Regions from separate parts of the Mus musculus genome. Here regions 1 and 3 are each linked to region 2. Evidence: chromatin contacts called from public Hi-C and promoter capture Hi-C data. All regions are on one chromosome and are shown on one strand. The core of a region is the stretch at or near the end of the contact, and the rest is flanking DNA. Distances in the headings are between cores, read along the strand shown. Region 1 overlaps Pten (phosphatase and tensin homolog). Region 2 holds the start of Atad1 (ATPase family, AAA domain containing 1). Region 3 overlaps Pten (phosphatase and tensin homolog).

Evidence for each region. Promoter capture Hi-C pulls out the DNA fragments that hold promoters and counts their contacts. A called contact is a pair of places that touch in the nucleus more often than the background predicts.
Region 1: a promoter capture Hi-C map of stem cell-derived epiblast-like cells shows a contact between it and region 2, with 2.9 times the contacts expected there. A contact is called at or near these places in 10 of 39 promoter capture datasets (HPC-7-derived erythroid cells, cranial neural crest, embryonic stem cells and 5 more), 3 of 484 Hi-C or Micro-C datasets (the AML12 cell line, embryonic stem cells and rod photoreceptor), 6 of 130 datasets of targeted methods (bone marrow-derived macrophages, embryonic stem cells, extraembryonic endoderm stem cells and 1 more) and 2 of 9 other capture datasets (adipose tissue and liver).
Region 3: a Hi-C map of double positive thymocytes shows a contact between it and region 2, with 4 times the contacts expected there. A contact is called at or near these places in 4 of 39 promoter capture datasets (liver, pre-B cells and stem cell-derived epiblast-like cells), 21 of 484 Hi-C or Micro-C datasets (B cells, centroblasts, double positive thymocytes and 5 more), 6 of 130 datasets of targeted methods (the SCID.adh cell line, bone marrow-derived macrophages, embryonic stem cells and 1 more) and 2 of 9 other capture datasets (embryonic stem cells and pancreatic islet).

What each region holds. Positions count from the first base shown.
Region 1 is chr19:32,792,787-32,795,486 of GRCm38.p6, reverse strand. The region is part of intron 3 of Pten (phosphatase and tensin homolog); the gene reads right to left. Among named protein-coding and RNA genes, the nearest start is that of Pten, 37 kb to the right of the region's middle.
Region 2 is chr19:32,711,047-32,713,746 of GRCm38.p6, reverse strand. Atad1 (ATPase family, AAA domain containing 1) reads left to right here and starts at 1,449. Exons shown (of 10, transcript NM_026487.3): 1 at 1,449-1,481.
Region 3 is chr19:32,825,465-32,828,164 of GRCm38.p6, reverse strand. It overlaps Pten (phosphatase and tensin homolog), which reads right to left. Exons shown (of 9, transcript NM_008960.2): 9 at 2,005-2,700. Among named protein-coding and RNA genes, the nearest start is that of Pten, 69 kb to the right of the region's middle.

The DNA of each region.
Region 1 (2,700 bases), core at 32-2,531, 82 kb before region 2:
GTTTCTTTTAAATTTCTTATGGCATATTAGCAGTAAGTCACTCCACATACTAAAATAGAAGATAGCAAATAACAATTTGGATTTAAATTTTTCTTTGTAATTAAAACTCAAACGATATTTTTGTCCTTATCTTAAATTGGCTTATATGAAAAGAGAAATGAAAAAAAAAAAAAACAAGGAAAATGAGGTTTCCCAAGGTGGCAACAGAAATTAAGAGGAGGAGTGAAACCAGAAAGGCAAACTTGCAGACAACTAGGCCTTGCCATAGAACTACATGGTAGGGAGCTCTCTTCTTCACTCTACAGTGTTTTACAAAGGAAATCTTAACAGAAAAATAACACAGTTAAATGTTTGCCAAGTACAGCAAATATTCACTAAAATATAATAAAAACTTAAAATCTTGTATTCTCTGAACAGGGAGCAACAAAGAAATTTTAAAAACACTCATATAAAACTGATTAATTAATGTTGCCCTTTTTCAAAATAACTGATTAATAATAATAGATAAGCTAGATTATCAGAAAGCTTAGGCTGATAGTTCTTCATTCATGTGCAACACTGCTGCTATAAAAGGTCTCACAAACTACTAACTATACAGATGTCCAGTGAAAAATACTTTAGGACCTTCAAACATCTACATTTCCAAGAAAAAAAAAATACATACTACCTGTAATTCCTATCCTAAGACAAAAAGAAATAAAACAAAAACATCTGTTGTGGCTAGTCTCACTTGCCTAAAATCAGATACACAGTAGGCAGGGGAGAGGGGGTACTCAAATTAAAACACTCAATTTTGTATATGTTTAAAAACTTTTGAAGTAAATAAAACGAAGAGCTAACCAGCAAACAAAAGGGATTCTGGTGCAAACAGTGGGTAGTCTGTTATTATGCACCTACCTGTCTTTGGCTACCTCATTTAACTTCCTAGGCCTAATGCCCTGTCTATAAGATAAGAAGGCACTGCTAAAAGGACCCTTCAGATCCTTTGCCATTCTGAAAGCCTCAGTTCCAAATGACAAGGGAATAAGTTCATATGCACTAAAGGCTGCTCTCAACTAATAAAGAGATGGTTCATTAAATTGGGAATCAAATGCTTGGAAACTCAAATCAAGTTCCTAGGTCCACCCAATGCCACCTCTAACTATACTGAAATACAACAAAGGAGACAGCATAAACCTAATCCCTAAATTCTAGGGGCAGGAAGTCACTATAGGCAGGAATGAAAAGAATTTCCTCCCTGTGCTTTAGATATGTTAAACAGGCATAAGATTTCAGCTCAGGCAGAAATGTGTCTTCTAATGTCTTTCTACTTCCCTATTGGGACCTCTCTAAATCCCCAAACCTGACAGTGTGAGTCTGAAATGATTCATTTCATCAATTCCAGCTTTCAACAGTTCTTGTCCTTTTTCAGTCACCTTCTGAATGCAGCTGTTCAGAAACAGTCTTGTGGTTCTCCTATCCACCTTTTATTAGCACAACCCCACCTAAGCCAGCATACACCACCACCTGCCCAAAATGAGTTATCTGCCATATTTCAAATACCATTATACTATCAATCTTCTGACTTGCCTTGGCTCATCCTCCCAGGTCTAATAGATAACTCCTATTGATTTTCATTAGTAGAAAAGCCATGGAAATATTTCAAGATCTTTAAATTTATGTTTGCAAAGAAATAATCTTAAAATTAAAAGAAATAAAACAGAAACTCCTCTTAGTCTTACAAGTATATAACAAGCAGGGATAGAAGAAAGAAGGTATCAGAAGTTAATCACAGCCCACACATCTGGTCTTTTACAGAGGCCTCCTGTGGGGCCAGTTACTTTGTCCACACTTCTCTCCTGCTCCCTCCTACTTTCACATCAAGCTATAGGCTACTAGAGGGCTGGAACTAGCCATATGAGCACTCTATCTGCATGTTTCACCATGGCTGCACCTTTCTGATCTGAAGTCAGCAAAAGCGAAGAGAAATAATATTGGTAACTATTGCACATGAATACTTTGAAGTCTTATCAAAACAGAAATATCATTAAAGACTGAAAAAATAAAAGTAACATCTAGCACTATAACAAGACATAGAAAATTCTCCATCCTTCTGGGTAGCAATTCAAATAGCCACTCGAAGCAGAACAGAAAACACTTGTAGTTATATTTGATAAAGTCTACAGAAAATGGTTAATTACTAATTGGTATTCTACCATTGCATAACATTCTCCTGTTATATAAATCATAGACATAGAAAATTAAAGGACATAATAGAAACATGGTAATTTATCTTTTAAATTTTTAAAAATGCTCAGTATTTGGGGAAAATAAAAATGGTTTTGAAAGACAAAGGGTGTTTAATGATTTGTCTTCCTTTCCTGTTTTCATGTCACTACTCCAAAAGTCAAAAGAAAGTGAAGGTTTAAAGATAGGCCAATAAGTTTTAATGAGCAATCCCTCAAATCCTATACTAGATAACTAAACAATGCTGCATAACTTACTAGGTTATACACAGAAAATATTCAAATAGCTGTTTCAGTATATTGATCAACAAGCACAGAGGAAACAAAAGTCTGTCCATCCACCCTGGAGTCTGTCTCCTTAGAAGCCATCGTTAATACTAACAGCAGCTCCGCTGTGGATTACATTTCAAATTATCACATGATTATGGGCTCAAGGATGGGCGAGGTGCCAAGTCTGTAAAAGCAGATCAAGTAA
Region 2 (2,700 bases), core at 200-2,699:
TTTGCTTGCTTTGTCACGTGCTGGTGAGTTACCTAGTGTTTCTGCCATTGTTGATGTTGCTGCCTCTGGCCTCATCCACTGAGATCAGAATCCAGGTTCTTCCACAGACTAAAGACTAGTCGTGGCTCTCCAGGAATCCTTAAAGCCTTGTGGTCTTGTTGGACTGCTGAGGCATGTTACCTCCAGCACTGCGAAGCTACCAGGACAGCCATTGTTGGACCATTCAAGACTGTGCTGGGTAAACCAGTCTAAAATTAAAACAAAAAAACCAAACTCTTTTTAATATTGATTCATTCCATCTATTGTGTTCTTCTATCGAACTCCAGTAAAGTCCTTTAACAAGGAACTTTCCAGGCTCTGGCAGCACTTCTGGGCTGTGTCTCTCCACAGCTATTAACAACATCATTTACTAATATAACTGTCAGCAGAGGGAGGAAGCAGTGTGTTACTTATGTGGTCCAGGGTATAAAGCAATCCTCCTTGCATAGCCACCCCAAATGCTAGGAAAACAGGCATGTGACACCAATCCCAGCTTGGCTGTAGAATTCTTTAGCCTTAAAAGATAATCCTGAAAACAGAGCGAAACAAACTGCCTCCTCCAGGAATATAAAAAGGTCTTAAGAAGTCTGTCTTATTCCTTCATAGTCCCACTGCCTTTATTTGAAGTGATGATGCTCCTTTTGTTTATGGGCAGTGTGTCTACTTATTCTTGTTCCTTAGTAGTGTATATACATTCAGAAGGGGCTGGCTTTCAGATACGGTTCCTTGGAATCTTGGTGTCACGTCCCTCACTTCGCAAGAGGAAGGGGTTAAAAAAAAAAGTCATCAATATGCAAAACCTGTCACCAGATGCCCTATTCTGACCCAACTGCCAGACCTCCCTGGTCTGCCTGGCTGCTCAAGCGTTCAGTGGATTCTCAGGCGCCGCCTCCAGGTGTCATCAGTACAGAGATGGGGGAGGAGGGTGAGCTCACCCTAGAAACCGAAAGGCAGATGGTGAGGCCATGCGCGTCTGAGCAGCATCATGAGGACTTGCTGCGGGGATGGGGGGTGGTGGTGGTGGTGGAAGTTTATCAAACCAGGGAAGCATTTCTTTGCCTTCTGTAAAAGGCTCCTCTGTCAGGGTTGCGTACAGCTCCAGAGTAGCAAGGGATTTCATGTGTCAAGCGTCTTTCCCAATTCAGTTTCTGAGTCTCTCAAGTTGAACTCAGAGCCCTTTGGGGAGCACCCTGTTCATCCTATCTACCTTTCTGAATGTTATCGGCCCAGCGGGTACTAAGGTGTAGGTTGGGGAAAGTAGCTCGCCCCGCACTGCGTCGCCATGCCTTGGCTGGCACGCCACCGGCTCGGCAGGGATCGCGCATGCTCCGTGCGGTGGGGGGCGGGGCTCCAGCCCCCGGAAGCGTTCTCTCCCCGGCCGCGTTTCTTTCCTGTGCGAGGCCGGGCTACGGCTCTCCCATCGTCTCTGGTCCTGCCTCTGGGTGAGTAGCGGGTTCCCGCGGGGCCGGGCCAGGTGCGTCCCCCATCCCTCCCGGTCCCCCAGGGCCTGGCGCTCACCTGGGGAGACCAGCCCGGTAGTCACCTGCCTCCGCGTCGGTCACACTTGAGCGCCGCCCCGGATCCAGCGGATTAACCTCCAAGGGCGTCCGGGGCCTCGCCTTGGCGCCCGGCCGGGCGCGAGCCCTCAGGTCTCAGCGCTGGCGGGAGACTCCGGCTGCCCGCAAGGACATCTCTTGTAGGCGGCCTGGTCATTGGAGGATCGGGGGCGCTCAGGGCGACCTCAGGGCTAGGCTTGTAAGAAGGCGGCTGGAAGGAGCCGGTCCGCTCGTGCCGGCCCCTCTCCTCCTCCCTCTTTGTGCAAAGGCGGAGGTGTTTCTTCAGTGCTGGCCATGCTTTCCCAGAACATGCTGATGTTAATAATGACCTGCCCTCTCCGCGAAGCCTGGCAGGAATTCATTGTCACAGTCTGCGACTGTAGGGCCTTGATAGGCACAGAATTGCTGGGACTTTGAGTTGAGAGACCATTTGGAGCACACTGCAGTGACTTAGGGAATACTGCAGTAAAAACGTTAGTAGTTGCTCAGAGATAGGGTATCCACACTGAAACCAGAGCTAAACAGGAAAAGATTTAAAATGATATGCGTTTAAAGATAATTCTGAATTAACACCGGTCTAGTGGTGTTTCTTAGTGATATACAGCAATGTGTATATTTTGTTAAAATTAGCGTCTATGCAAAATTGAAATACATTCTCCACATTTGCAGCCAATTTGCAGATATATCAGTGCTTTATGAATGATAGATGGGTATGTACCTCATCTGTGGAGACTGTATAAAATATTTCCATTCACTGTCCACACAGCAGAACGTTTCCGTTTCATTTCAGGATTTCGAAGTCACTTTTGGATATGATGAGCAGTGGTCTTTTTTTTTTTTGTTTTGTTTTTGGTTTTGTTTTTTTGTTTTTTGAGATAAGTCTTCTCTGCGTAGCCCTGGCTGTCCTGGAACTCTGAAGACCAGGCTGGTCTCCAATTTGGAGATCTGCTTGCCTCTACGTCCCAGGTGCCAAGATTAAAGGTGTCAGCCACAGTTTTTGGAGTTCTTTATATATTCTGGATATTAATCCTCAGTCAGTCAGTTGACAAAGATATCCTCCCATTCTGTGGGCTACCTCTTCACTCAAATTTAGCTGCTGCTACCA
Region 3 (2,700 bases), core at 80-2,579, 110 kb before region 2:
GGGCATCATATCTCATTACGGATGGTTGTGAGCCACCATGTGGTTGCTGGGATTTGAACTCAGGACCTTCCGAAGAGCAGTCGGTGCTCTTAACCTCTGAGCCATCTCACCAGCCCGATAATGTAATTTAATTACATAATTTCTCCCCTTGCCTTCCTCCCTTCCAAATCTTCCTATATACCTCTCCTTGCTCAGATTCATGGTCTATCTATAGATGACTATCAAATTCTTTTAAACCTATTTTAAAATCAAGAATTAAAAAAAAAAAGTCAACATTTTCTTTCAAGATTTCCTCCCTAGGGACTGGGGAGATGGCTCACTGAGCAAAGTACTTGCTTTGCAACTATGAGGACTAGTGTTATGATCCCAACACTACATGCTGGGCTGTACATCCAACTGTAATTGCAGATGAATCACCAAGCACCAAGTTTAGGAAGAGATTTAGGAAGATTTTAGGAAGAGATGGCTTCCTCAATAGCCATGGAGGAAGGCAACTAACATTAAGCTCTGACTCCACCCACATATACATACACGTGCCATACATGCTCCCACACATGTGAACGTGTATACACAGAAATAAACAAATAAATAAAAGACCTCACCCCTTAGTCCTGGGCCTGATCTGAGGAGTGGACCCTGCCACTACTAAAATGTTAATGATGTAATGAATAAAATGTTTCAAGTGTCCATTGTAGCAGATTATTAAACACTTTGACTTCAATCTTTGAGATGAAGCAGGAGAGGTGGGGATTTTTATCTTTGTGTGGAAATGCTGCTTCTGATACTTAGATAATGGTATTTTTCAGGATGTTTGGTTATGGGTTAGGAACTAATACATAGAGCACCAGGTCATAAATCACACCCATATCCTGAGTAACTCAACATTTATAACTCACTGTCCAACAACAAATCATAAATGGCATGACTCTTCAACATTACAAAACTATTTAAGGTCAAAATAGAGCCTTTAACTTCTGAAAAATGACTTAGTGTTTTTGAAACATACACAGAGAACACTAAAAAGTTAACTCTGAGAATAAAGAGGAACCAATTGTTTAAACAGGCTTTACCAAACCAATTTAGACAACAGAATGGTCATGGCTACTTAAGATGAGGTTACTATAAATTCTCCTTAGATATACTAAACATTTTCAAACTCCAAGTCTGAGTAAAGTTTTGTGGAAGTTTCTGGGTACAAATTGCACCAGTCTACTGAAACCCCCCACACCTGCTGAAGCCACTCTCAAATAACCTATCCAACACTGAAGTCACTCTGCTTGAGGTGAGCTGACACATTTATCTTTGCTCTATTTTTCTTGCTAGAATGCAAACTTCACAGACAGGAAACTGCTGTTCACCCAAGTGCATGCCGAGCGTTCACAATGCCTGACGTACCGCAATAACTACTCATCAAAAAAAAAAACATTTGGACATCTTGCATCCTGTTAATTGGACAAACTAATCTAAATATGTTGGGTTTTATTATTAATTCCCTTTGCTGCTCAAGAAAGCTAAGTTTTTCAAAGCATATTGGTTAGAATAGCAACCCAAAATATTATTGTTTCTTGCTTGTGTTGAAAGGGGGTAGAGGAAGACCCTCAGGAGCTCCACTGCAGGTGTTACCTCAAGACCTGGGCTGGCAGAGCCATGACACACACTAGGACACACTTCAGGACACTGCACTAGGGAAGGAAAAAGACAGGAGGGTACAGGGATCTCTCACTGCCTTTACTTGGAAGTTTCTCTGCACTTTCATGGCTATTTCACTCTAGTAATGCTCTAGTAAACAGAATCTAAACTCTGAGGATGGACATGCAAGGGAGCCATGAGGTCTCATACTTCCTAGCACACCCCACAGCTTTTACGTAGTTTACTCTGGTGAAGTATAAACTTTTCAACAGTAAGATCAGGATGTTCCTCTTTCACTAAGTAATATAGTCCAAATACCTGTTACACATAGCAGGGATTGATTCTCGGATGAATAAAAAGCTAAGAAGCAAATCATCAAAAATAATGAACCTTTTTAATTGTTTAAAGGAAAAATATTCTCCACAGGAAGGTATTTCTAGTCTTATGTCCATTGGTAGCCAAACGGAACTTCATAAAAACACTTCCACAACTCCAACTTTGGTTTAATATACAACTTTGATATATCTCATTAATGCACACATCAAGAGGCTAACAAATTCATTAATATTCAAGGTCATCCAAAATTAACATTTTATTACAATAAACTGTAAAATCCCAGTGGGAAAATTTTACTTGAACCAAATTTCATCTCTATTCTAGCACTTTCAAAACTAATTCTCCCATACAAACTCCACAAATAGACACACGCACGGGCGCGCACACGTGTGCACACACACACACACACACACACACACAATGTGCACACTTCCAAACTCAATAGAAAATGAGGACCATTTAATGGAGACAGAAAATAGATACTAAAATGCTGTTTTTAAGTAGGAGTATCATTTAGAAAACTACACAGAACAGGTGGAAAATCTCAAAAGTATACATAACAGCCAGTAAGTAAACACATCTAAACATTAAGAATTTTACTGTAAGCTAAACCACTACAAGCCTTGCTCCATTCTGTATAATCTAACCATTGTGACAGATGAGGTTCCACATGAGAAGACATAAATTATTTTTAATCTTAAAAAACAAAAAATATGAATCCTTGTTAAACATTTC